3 separate regions of the Mus musculus genome follow, and all the other regions are linked to region 2. The links are chromatin contacts, called in public Hi-C and HiChIP or PLAC-seq maps. All regions are on one chromosome and are shown on one strand. The core of a region is the stretch at or near the end of the contact, and the rest is flanking DNA. Distances in the headings are between cores, read along the strand shown. Region 1 holds the start of Spring1 (SREBF pathway regulator in golgi 1). Region 2 holds the start of Tbx3os2 (T-box 3, opposite strand 2). Region 3 has its middle 8.2 kb from the start of Gm25076.

Region 1 (3,075 bases), core at 209-2,708, 1.4 Mb after region 2:
CTGTTCCAGGTGGGTGCAATGGAGACAATTATCAGAATGTGGAAAAGCCAATGGAGACAATTATCAGAATGTGGAAAAGCCAGACAGGATTACAAGGTCAAATCTGGGCAAGAGAGTAAGACACGCCCCCCCCCCCCCCCAGGAGTGACTGTGCAAAAGCGCAACCATTCAAAAGACGGACTGTGATACAGAAAACCAGAGAACTATATTCGTAAGAACAGCAAAACAGGATCAAAGGGTGCACAGGAGCAGGAAAGGCGGAGGGGCAGGTGACCTACAAAATGCAACTCAGTCAAGTGTGGTTTCTAGGCAAATGCTGGGAACTGGTTCCTACTACAGTGGGATGCCAGGTCTCTAGGAACTCTCTACCAGGACAAAAACGGGAAAGGGAGGTTGAGAAATTAAAAATAAAAAAATAAAAAATAAAAATCTACCCAACCAAGTTGTGCCCCAAAAGGGAGCCTGTTGGGTCACCCAGGTGAACAGGCACAGAGAGCCCTTGGCCACTTCCTGGTCTAGCCATCTCTACCTCCTGCCCATCAAGAAGCCTGGGGCTGTGCGGAGCAGGGAACGCGACAGAGGAGGGTGCACAGGTCTGAGGACCCCATTCTGCCTGGCCTACCAGCCAGATCCCGCACGGAAGAGGGGCGGTACAAAGACCTGCAGTGGGACGCCTCCCTTAGCGGCCTTCGATTCACAGGAGGACAGGAGGAGGATCACACAATCGGAGGGAGGAGGACTAGAGGGTTGAGGACTAGAGAGCTGAAGGGAGGACCAATGGATGATCCAGGGACTGAAAGGAAGAGGCTCAGAGGCTCAGAGGGAGGACTGAATGGCTGCATATCAGGAGGACTACAAGGTGGAGGACAGGAGAGAGGAGCATCAGAGGACAGAGGATCAAGGGAGGGAGGAACTGTGAGGATCGAGGAGGAGGGGTTGGAAAAGAACAGAGGGTGAGAGGTAAGAAGTTGGAGGGCAGAGGAGAACAGAGGATGGGGAGGCAGAGAATTCGAGGGAGGAGGAGGAGTGGAGGACGGAGGGAGCTAGGGAGGGGAAAGGAGAAGGGCAGAGGACAACGCAACGGAGGGAGAAGGGCTGAAGGAGGATTTTAGATCAGAGGGAGGAGTGCTCAGGAGGAGGATTAGAAGAACGATGGGGAGAAGGACATAGTATTTGAGGGAGGAAGCAGGATCGGAAGGACGGAGGTCCTGAGAGAAGTCGCTTACCTGCTTGAAGGTGCTGCTGAGGAAGTAAACTAGCGAGAGGCCGAAAACCAGGGCGAGCACCCAGCGCTTGCGCAGGAGCCGGCGCCACAGCAGCGCCGCCAGGTTCAGCATCCCGGTAGGGCGCAGGCGCAGAGACGACCCCACGGCATGACCCCTGCAATCCGCTTCCAGCACTGCTTTACCTTCCCGCAGCCAACGCGCCGGCCACGTGATCCGCCGCACGCCCCGCCCCACCTAGTGACGCCAACGCCAGGCCCCTCCATGCCTCCTCGCCATTGGTTCTGCCGGAGCCTCGGCTCTCCATTGGCTGAATGTGACGGCAGGGGCGGACCTTCTCGGACTAGAGGCAGGCCTCCCTGTGCGAGGGTCCTAGCGCCGATCGCGTTCTCGGTGGCACTGCCGGCCGGAAGTCACGTGGCGCCCTGGCCACGCCAGGGATTGGCTAGGCTGGATTAGCAGAGGCCGTGATTGCTGCAGTGTCTGGCAGGTAAATGAAGGCTATGCTCGGCCGCTGCTACCCTGTGACCCCGCGAGCCTGGCGGCAAAGGCGCTTCGCCGTCCGGTCTGGGGACGCCGCTCGCGCCCAAGCGTCCTGTAGGGGACCGTGCAGCCTCCTAGGGAGGACCAGGGTGTGTGGGACGGAGATGGTCCATTCATTCATTCTGTAGCATCCTGTGGGCTCCAGGAGTCAATACGAGCCTACTTGTACCGCCCGTTTGCCACAGAATCGTGGGCATTTAATTTATGACGTTTTCTCAAAGCTTGTAGGTGGAAACTTGGGGATACCGTGTTTTAGTTTCCCCGAGGATAAGGAGTAGTGGGGCCACCCGGAGTATCAAGCCAGATTGCAAATTCTTGAGACATGTTACCTGATGGATGACAGTTTCTTTCTTTATAAAACGGCCTGGTTGAGAGTGTAGCTAGGTGATAGAGGGCTTGCCTGAATATGACGATGATACCAAGGAGTCTTTTCCTAGCTAATTTAATCTTGCAGAAAAGGCAGGCACCTTAGCCTGTGGCTTCCTAGCTAGCTGCAGCCGAGAAGGCTGTGCAGAATTAATTAATTCCGCACCCATTTGTGTTGGCCTGGGCTAAGAGATGGATCTTTCTCTGTAGGGAAAATATGCCGGGAAACTGAGCCTGTTCATGGAAGCATATTCTTTATTTCTTTAAAGATTTTATTTATGTATGTATTTATTTTTTAATTATATGTTAGAGTGGGTTTGCCCATGGGAGTGCAGGTGCCCTCCGAGGTCAGTAGAGGGAGTCAGATCACTTACAGCTGGAGGTACAGGTAGTTGTGAGCCACCCTTGTGGGTGCTGGGAACTGGACTTAGATCTTCTGCAGGAGCAGTAGCCATATGGAGTCTCTCTCCAAGCCTTGCCCTTCTTTCTTGGCTTTCTATTGGTGCGGGAGGTAGGACGAGGTGTGTGCGGATCTGTCGCTGGGGAAAATCAAGGTGATCTAATCTCTACAGAGACGTTGGCCTTCCATCTCTGCAACTCCAAGGTGGACGGGCAGCCCAGACACAGGACCTCTCAAGGGTCATAGTAAACAAACCCACATGTCAATGACTGGTAAGTGCTGTGGGGAGGTAGCCTGTAACCCTCAGCTGGAAAACCATGCCAGGGAAGGAACAGCAGGTACAAAGGCCCGGAGGCAGGAACTCTTAACTTTAAAGTGTCCAGAGGTACCTGGAGTTCTTATGGCCAGAGATAAGTCACAGAATCAAGGTTGTAAACGGGTAATGATAACGTCCAGCACAGCCTGGAGGCCTCCAACGACTCTGATTTTTATTCTGGTTTCACTTAGAAGCCAGTAGAAATTCTAAAATCATTTTTATGGCCC
Region 2 (3,029 bases), core at 150-2,649:
TGGCTCCTAACCAGGGCTGATGCTGTCAACGTGGTTCAGGGCAGCATCCAAAGACATCTTAGGTTGTCTCCCAAAGCGTCTGTCTAGTGGGCAGATACCAGAGCTAAATGGCACTACCCCTTCCTGAATTCATAGACAGGACATCCCTGAGCTCATAGAACCAGCCAGTTGTCACCAGTGCCCAAGTTTGAAACCTAGGCTGAGGGAGCACTGGGAGAAGGAAGGTGACAATTTGGCCTTGAAATAGCTTGCTTCTGAAGAGTCGGGTGGCGTGCAGTTGAGAAAGGAGAGGCCAGGTCACTCCTGTCCGAGGAGGCCACTGAAGATGATGCTGTTCTATGATCATAGGACTTTTTGAAACGTGCTTCCGAGCAGGACTTTGGGATCATTCCCACTATTGGATAACTGGTAAGTTTGAGGTGAAGCAGACAGTGAATTTGATGAGCTCCAGATACGAGGATTGTGAAAGAGGGAGTCAAGGATAATCATTTAGAGACATCCACAGGAACCCAGTGGTCCAAGGACAGCTTAGAGACAATGAGCAGAAAGGTACAACCTGGGCATCATTCATCCTACAAGACCGTCATCTTCATCCTCACACAAGCTCCAAAAATTCTCTGCCATCAAGTTACATGCTGGTCCTTGGAGTATTTTAATTATCTAATAAATCGATAAAAATAATTAAATGACAAAATTAATAACTAAATCAATTAATCATAATAAAAATAATTAATAGAATAATTTAATTAACAAGTATGTATACAATGTATGTGAGTGTAAGCATGTGGATATAGCTCAGAGGACAGATTCTGGGAGTTTGAGTCTCCTTGCAGCTTATGAAGTACCCCAGGCTGGCCAGACTGTGACTTTCAGTTCTGACCTCCACTCCCACGCCCCATCTCCCCGTAGGAGTGCTGTGAGCTCAGATACATTCCTCCACATCCGACTTTTAAAAACGTGTCTTCTGAGGTTCACACTCAGCTGCCAAGCTTGCTCTGCCGGCACTATACACTCACCTCATGGCATAAGAGATGTTACACAACTTGATCAAGGTACCAAAGCAATATTGTAGCAAGGTACAAAAACAGGTCCTGTTGTTTTTATTCTACATCGTATCTTTGTGCCTCAGTACCATGTTTCCCTCCTTCCCTTACTTTATTTTTGTGCAACTTGGCATAGAATCTAGGGGCAAGCTCTACCATCCACCCCCAGCCCTCTTTCTTATTTTTAAGAGACTTGTTCTCTGCATTCGAAAAATCTCCGTGAACTTCTCCGGTGCAACCAGCAGATGGCAGCAAAGGAGCGGCTTAGCGAAGCCATGGGCGCCTGACTCACGCTGGCCGCAACTGCTCATAGCTTTTTCCCAAGGGAAGAACCCAGAAGCAGCTCAGGTAGAGTGCAGTTGTCGGTTGCCCGGTCCTGTTTTAACCTGAAGAAATCGAGAAGCGCCAGGAGGGTGCCGCTCCCATTCCAGTCATCTCCAAAGTGGTCCTGTTTAAAGACAGAGCAAAGGACCTGTATCCTCATCATCTGGAGAGGCAGACACCTACCTACACTTTATGACCTGCCTTCAAGAAAATCCTGGGGGCAGGCTCGGAGTGGAAGAGAGGTTGGTGTGGCATTTGTCTTGAGAAATGGGTGGTGTCTGGTGGGCAGGCTGGAGTCTCTTGAGTCAAGCAGGCAGCTTCCGATTTCATGGATGGTATTTTTGAAACAAATCTTGGGGCTGAGCAGGATACAGCCGGGCTGAGCTTACTCGTGGGGTAGCGAAGAGGCCTTCCTCCCCAGTAATCAGAAGGAAATAAAGAAAAACGGACCATAGATGTCCCCTTTGTTTCCTGAGCGTTTCTTTAGATGGTCATGGATTTTTTTTTTTTATGATAAGTCAAAAATTACACAGTAGTGGAGAAAGGTAGAAAACACACCCAGGCTAGCCTCTACCTTCTTCCTAATTCGAGGTCCTCTGTGCAGGCTTGGCTTGGGGGGGGGGGAGCCAATTACATATCACTGAAAGTGTTCCTGCGTTTTTGTTTTTTCTCATCTTTGCTCTGACTTCTATACAGGTGTTCCCCCAGGCCCCAGAGTAGCCTTCCTCCAACATCCACACAGGTATTTCCCAAAAGCCAACCCCACCCCACCCCACCCCTCATGTATGTCTTAGTGGAGAAAGTTTGGGATCCCAGAACTTGGAAGAGTCTGACGCAAGAGCACTGAGATTTGGTGGGGAGAGGGGTCCACGTGGGATGCAGGAGAAAAGGCTGTCATCAAACAAGATACCATCAAACAGAAAACTAGAATGTCCTGAGAGGGTTGGAGGGGGCATGGAGCAGAGGAAACCTGGCTAACCTTGACAGTATGGTGAACATTGAAGCCACATCCCCCCCACTCCACCCAGTCCCAAGCCGGGACCCCAGAAATCTCCCCACAAAAGGGCCTCCCCTACAGTTTCCTATACCTTCCACCCTGGCCTCTAGTGAGAAGTAATTTTGTTTTATGAAAAGTAGTTGCTTTTTATTGCCTGGGATAGCCTAGAGAGGGTGACCCTCCCAACAGGAAATTAACAGAGAACTCATTGAGGGTGATAATGACTGCTCATAATCATTCGGCTGATAAGTTAATATAACTGATTAATCAACTAATTATACAGTGCCCGAACACACCTACTTCCTTCAGCCTTCCCATTTAAAATAAGCAGGCTAAGACCAGGCGCTACGAGTGGGAAGTGGGAAGTGGGGAGTGGGGTGTGTGTGTGCTAAAGTTAAATTTAACCTAGGCAAGCCCCAGGCTGAAGGCACCATCTTAAATCTTAAGTCCAAATGTTCCTAAACCCCATTGGTTATTGTCCCCTGAGCAGTGTGTGAGTAGGTCATTGGTTAGGATCACACATCTCCGAGAATCTGAACTTCTACTGCCCTTTCAGAAGGCTGTGCACATGTAAACTACATTTTCTGTGTAATTTTCACGGGCTCCTCAAAAAATAGCCCTATAGAATAGCCAGTGAGCTCAGAGTAGCTGACCTTGGGGAGAGC
Region 3 (3,433 bases), core at 406-2,905, 1.4 Mb after region 2:
ATTCCTGAATTCGTGTGTGTGTGTGTGTGTGTGTGTGTGTGTGTGTGTGTGTGTGGTGTTAATTACACACATATACCTCCATTATGATGTCATGACCTGAGTTTTATATGGATGGACCAGGTACTTTACCCACTGAACTGTCCCCCCAGGTACCCCCCTCCCGCCCTGGGCCCTCATTTCCCAGTCTTTCCTAAGGAATCAGAAACTGAGCCTCAGTTTCCCTAATTTATAGTGAGTTCTTCCTATCTCTGGCTTTCTTTTCCTAACCATCTGATGGCCCTGGTCAGAACTAAATTAGATATCTTAGACCTGAGTGCATAGTCAGCCGGCAGGTAGTCATATTCAAGGAAACTAGACACCCCCACTGTTCATGAACAGATAAATGAAAATAACAGAATCCATGCAATGGGGTGTTATATAAAATCCATACAATGGATTCAGCCAATATTTCTAAAAAGGAAGAAAATTGGGAGGGGTGGTGGTGAATTAGTTCCGTTGGCAGGGTCCTTTGCCTAATGAGAACGATCCCCAACACCACAGGTGCCAGGGTGGTGACGCAGGCGTGCAATCCCAGTGCTTAGGAGCTGGGGCTGAGGATCAGAAACTCGCCTACATGGTGAGTTGTAAGCCGGCCCTGGACATTTTAGACTCTGCCTCAAAAATTAAAAAAATATTAAGGAATGAAATCCTGCCCCTGCTATAAGATGGGTGGACCCTCGGGTCATTGTACTAAGAGAAAGAGACCATACACAAACTACTGCGTGATTTCAGAGCCCGGGAACCTGCTACCTTCAAATCCCATGGGGAGAAAGAGGAAGGTTGGTGGCCAGGCAGGAGAGAGGGAGGTGGAGATAGTGTGTGGTAGCTGTCCTGTTCAGCGTGAGGTCCGAAGGTTCCGCGGAGCTTGGTAGCATTGGCTGTGCCACCGTGAAGCAACACACCACACCTAAAAGCGGCTAACGTGGCAATGCGGCTGTGATTTCTAAAACTTAGGTAAATTATGTCACTGATGACAACAGCAAACAAATTTCCTCTTTCTCCTGATTTCAGTTTTTAATTAGCATGTAAAGTAACAGGTTCCATTATGACATTTTTCAGAAACCCATGTTACTGTATCTTGCTCACATCCAGCCCCTCGGGACCCTACGTCGTCCACTCTCTCCCCTCCCCTCACCTTAGCCCCACAAATGCTCTCCATTAGCTTAAACAAAGCATGCTTGCAGGCAGGATGCAGAGAGATACAGAAGGAACCAGGAAGAAGCTGAATTTAGGTCTCCAGTGGCTTCCCCCCCACCCCCAGCTTAGGAGTCTCAGAAATCCCTGAGAAGCCGCCGGACCCTTATCTCAAGTATGTTGAGAACCCGGGCGCCATCAAATATTAAAAGGGTAGAGCGACCGACTGGCATAGTTTTCCATATAAATGACACTACTTACATATATGAAGATTGCTTTTCAAATTCAAATATAATTATTTTTTTTTAAAAGGCATCCAGCAAGCTTCGGCTCTTTCCCCACTCTGACACTTCTGGCTGTTGTCATGGTGTAGTGAGGTGCCTGCTGGCAGACAGCCCAAAGCACTTTGTAATATGCCCTACAGATCCTCGTTGAGAAGTGATCAAAGAGTTGGCAGCGGGTGAAGACGGGGCTGAAACCAGCCCTACGAGGGCTGGGGCCGGGCCATTGTCCCTCTTGGTGGGAACAGCTGCTTAGCAGACACTGGTACAGCCTGATTATCTCAGGCGCGCTCTCAGAAGGCTCTGGATTCTCTGGGGGCCTGCACCTTGCATTTTAGCAGACAGCTTGGTAAGGATGCCGTGTCAAACCCCTTTTGAAATGTCTCCTTGACTCGTGGGTGGAGATGGAGCCTGGGAATCTCATTAGGGGTCCCTGTCTCCCTCTGCCACATCCCCCTGCCTGCTGCCGAGCAGAGCTCATGGGGCACACAAATGGCTCCCCTCTTCAATCAGCCTCCAGAAATTGCTCCGCAGACATGGTGCAGGTTACCTAGGCGGACCTGGGAAGCCAGCTCCTGGGTACCCCTGGAAGAATGATTTGTGGAGTTTGCATATCTGAAGTGGGCAGGATGGTGATGCCTAGGGTGGGGTAGTGGGTGGCGGAGGTAGGGGAGAAGTCAGCAGCTCTGGACTGATTTTTGTTGCTGTTTTGACACAGGGTCTCCTAAAGCTCTAGGTAGCCTTGAACCCACTGTGTAGCCAAGCACGGCCTTGAAAGGCCAATCCCTTTGCCTTCACCTTGCAAATGGTGGGATTACAAGTGCGCACATTCATGTGTGATTTAGGAGCTCCCAGTTGTTATAAATGGTAAGAAGCCACCACCAGGCCATTTCATATTCCCAGTATAGGCTGGAGTGGAAAAGGAGGCTCCAGGGGCGGAGGGGACAATAGGAATATCGTCCATCTGATTCTTCCCACTGCTCCCCACACTCTCCCTCACCTCCATCTTCCCCTTCCATGGTTCCTTGTCTGGTCTAGAAAGTTTAACCACCGGTCAGCACGAAGTCACAGCGGCAGGCATGGGCCGGAACTGAAGGTTAAGAAGGGTGTCTGCCCTGTGCCAATATGCCTTGGCTCCTATATGGCAGGGTCAGGACACGCCTCAGAGCTTATACACCTCAGAGGGCCATTTGTTTGGTTCTCTGGGGGTGGTTTCCATCTACACCCTAAAAGGAAATGGGTTGGTTTCCTTTCACCGGGTTGGGGAGGGGCAGGGATATTAGCAGTAGCCTGCTGCCCAGTATTGTGTGGGTTCAGAACAATTCCAGCGCCTTTGCCTCCACCCACAGCTGAAGAGCTCCTGGCCTTGGACTCCAGAGGCAAAGGCTGATGGGAGGAGGGCCAAGTTGCAAAATGAATATATGCATGTGTGCCTTCCACGCTAATCACCAGGAACGTATTTTTGGGGAGGTGAGGCAGAGCGGAGCTGCGGGACACCCCCCCATTAGTGTTAACTTTATTTCGGTAATGAGATGCCGGGCCTGGAACAATCACTGTGGCTAATCACAGTGATGAAGACTGCATGCTGGGAAGGGAGGGTAAGGCCATGGGAAGGGGGTCCCAGAGCCCTGGGGCCACCTGATGTGGAAGAGGAGACAAGGACAGGACAGAAAGGCTCTGGAGGGAAAGCTGAGAGTGTCCAGGCCAGGAGGGAAAGCGCCCATACAACTCCATCCTCATCTGAACTCAAGGGACACAGCACACAGCACGCTGCTCACGGGATGCTGGCACCCAGAGGTAGCCGCAGAGGGAGAGAGCAGTCCCGGCCATAGAGTCCACCCAGGCAGGGGTCAGGAGCACAGGTAACAAAAAGCAAAGCCACAACTATGCATTAGGCCGACCTGGCCAGCCAGGGAGAGAGACAGGGAGGGACGGGAGGAAGTGAGCCACGCAGACCAGGTTCTAGGGAGCTGCAAGGA

The links. Hi-C and Micro-C count contacts between places; a contact is called where the count stands out from the background. HiChIP or PLAC-seq counts read pairs in DNA pulled down with a chosen protein or histone mark.
Region 1: a contact with region 2 is called in an H3K4me3 HiChIP or PLAC-seq map of embryonic forebrain, with 9 times the contacts expected there. The contact joins the promoter of Spring1 here to the promoter of Tbx3os2 in region 2. A contact is called at or near these places in 3 of 39 promoter capture datasets (the C10 cell line, cranial neural crest and embryonic stem cells), 1 of 484 Hi-C or Micro-C datasets (embryonic stem cells), 17 of 115 datasets of contacts at active chromatin or transcription factors (the NIH/3T3 cell line, T-cell acute lymphoblastic leukemia, craniofacial prominence and 8 more) and 2 of 9 other capture datasets (adipose tissue and liver).
Region 3: a contact with region 2 is called in a Hi-C map of cortical neurons, with 6 times the contacts expected there. The contact joins the enhancer-like site here to the promoter of Tbx3os2 in region 2. A contact is called at or near these places in 8 of 39 promoter capture datasets (the 3T3-L1 cell line, cranial neural crest, frontonasal cranial neural crest and 5 more), 2 of 15 datasets of contacts at CTCF or cohesin (large pre-B cells and stem cell-derived epiblast-like cells), 26 of 484 Hi-C or Micro-C datasets (B cells, the C2C12 cell line, CD4 T cells and 20 more), 10 of 115 datasets of contacts at active chromatin or transcription factors (astrocytes, craniofacial prominence, embryonic forebrain and 7 more) and 2 of 9 other capture datasets (adipose tissue and liver).

What each region holds. Positions count from the first base shown.
Region 1 is chr5:118,243,610-118,246,684 of GRCm38.p6, reverse strand. It overlaps Spring1 (SREBF pathway regulator in golgi 1), which reads right to left and starts at 1,458. Exons shown (of 5, transcript NM_001081236.1): 1 at 1,227-1,458. The coding sequence starts at 1,337. Rnft2 (ring finger protein, transmembrane 2) reads left to right here and starts at 1,660. Exons shown (of 11, transcript NM_001109902.1): 1 at 1,660-1,713.
Region 2 is chr5:119,689,588-119,692,616 of GRCm38.p6, reverse strand. It overlaps Tbx3os2 (T-box 3, opposite strand 2), which reads left to right and starts at 1,399. Exons shown (of 3, transcript NR_040416.1): 1 at 1,399-1,609.
Region 3 is chr5:118,272,958-118,276,390 of GRCm38.p6, reverse strand. No RefSeq gene overlaps it. Among named protein-coding and RNA genes, the nearest start is that of Gm25076, 8.2 kb to the right of the region's middle. Within about 2 kb of position 1,655, at least 26 of the 459 cell types and tissues checked have an H3K27ac peak or open chromatin away from gene starts, as enhancers often do. A contact at or near this core is called in adipose tissue, cortical neurons, embryonic forebrain and 2 more, where this site is marked.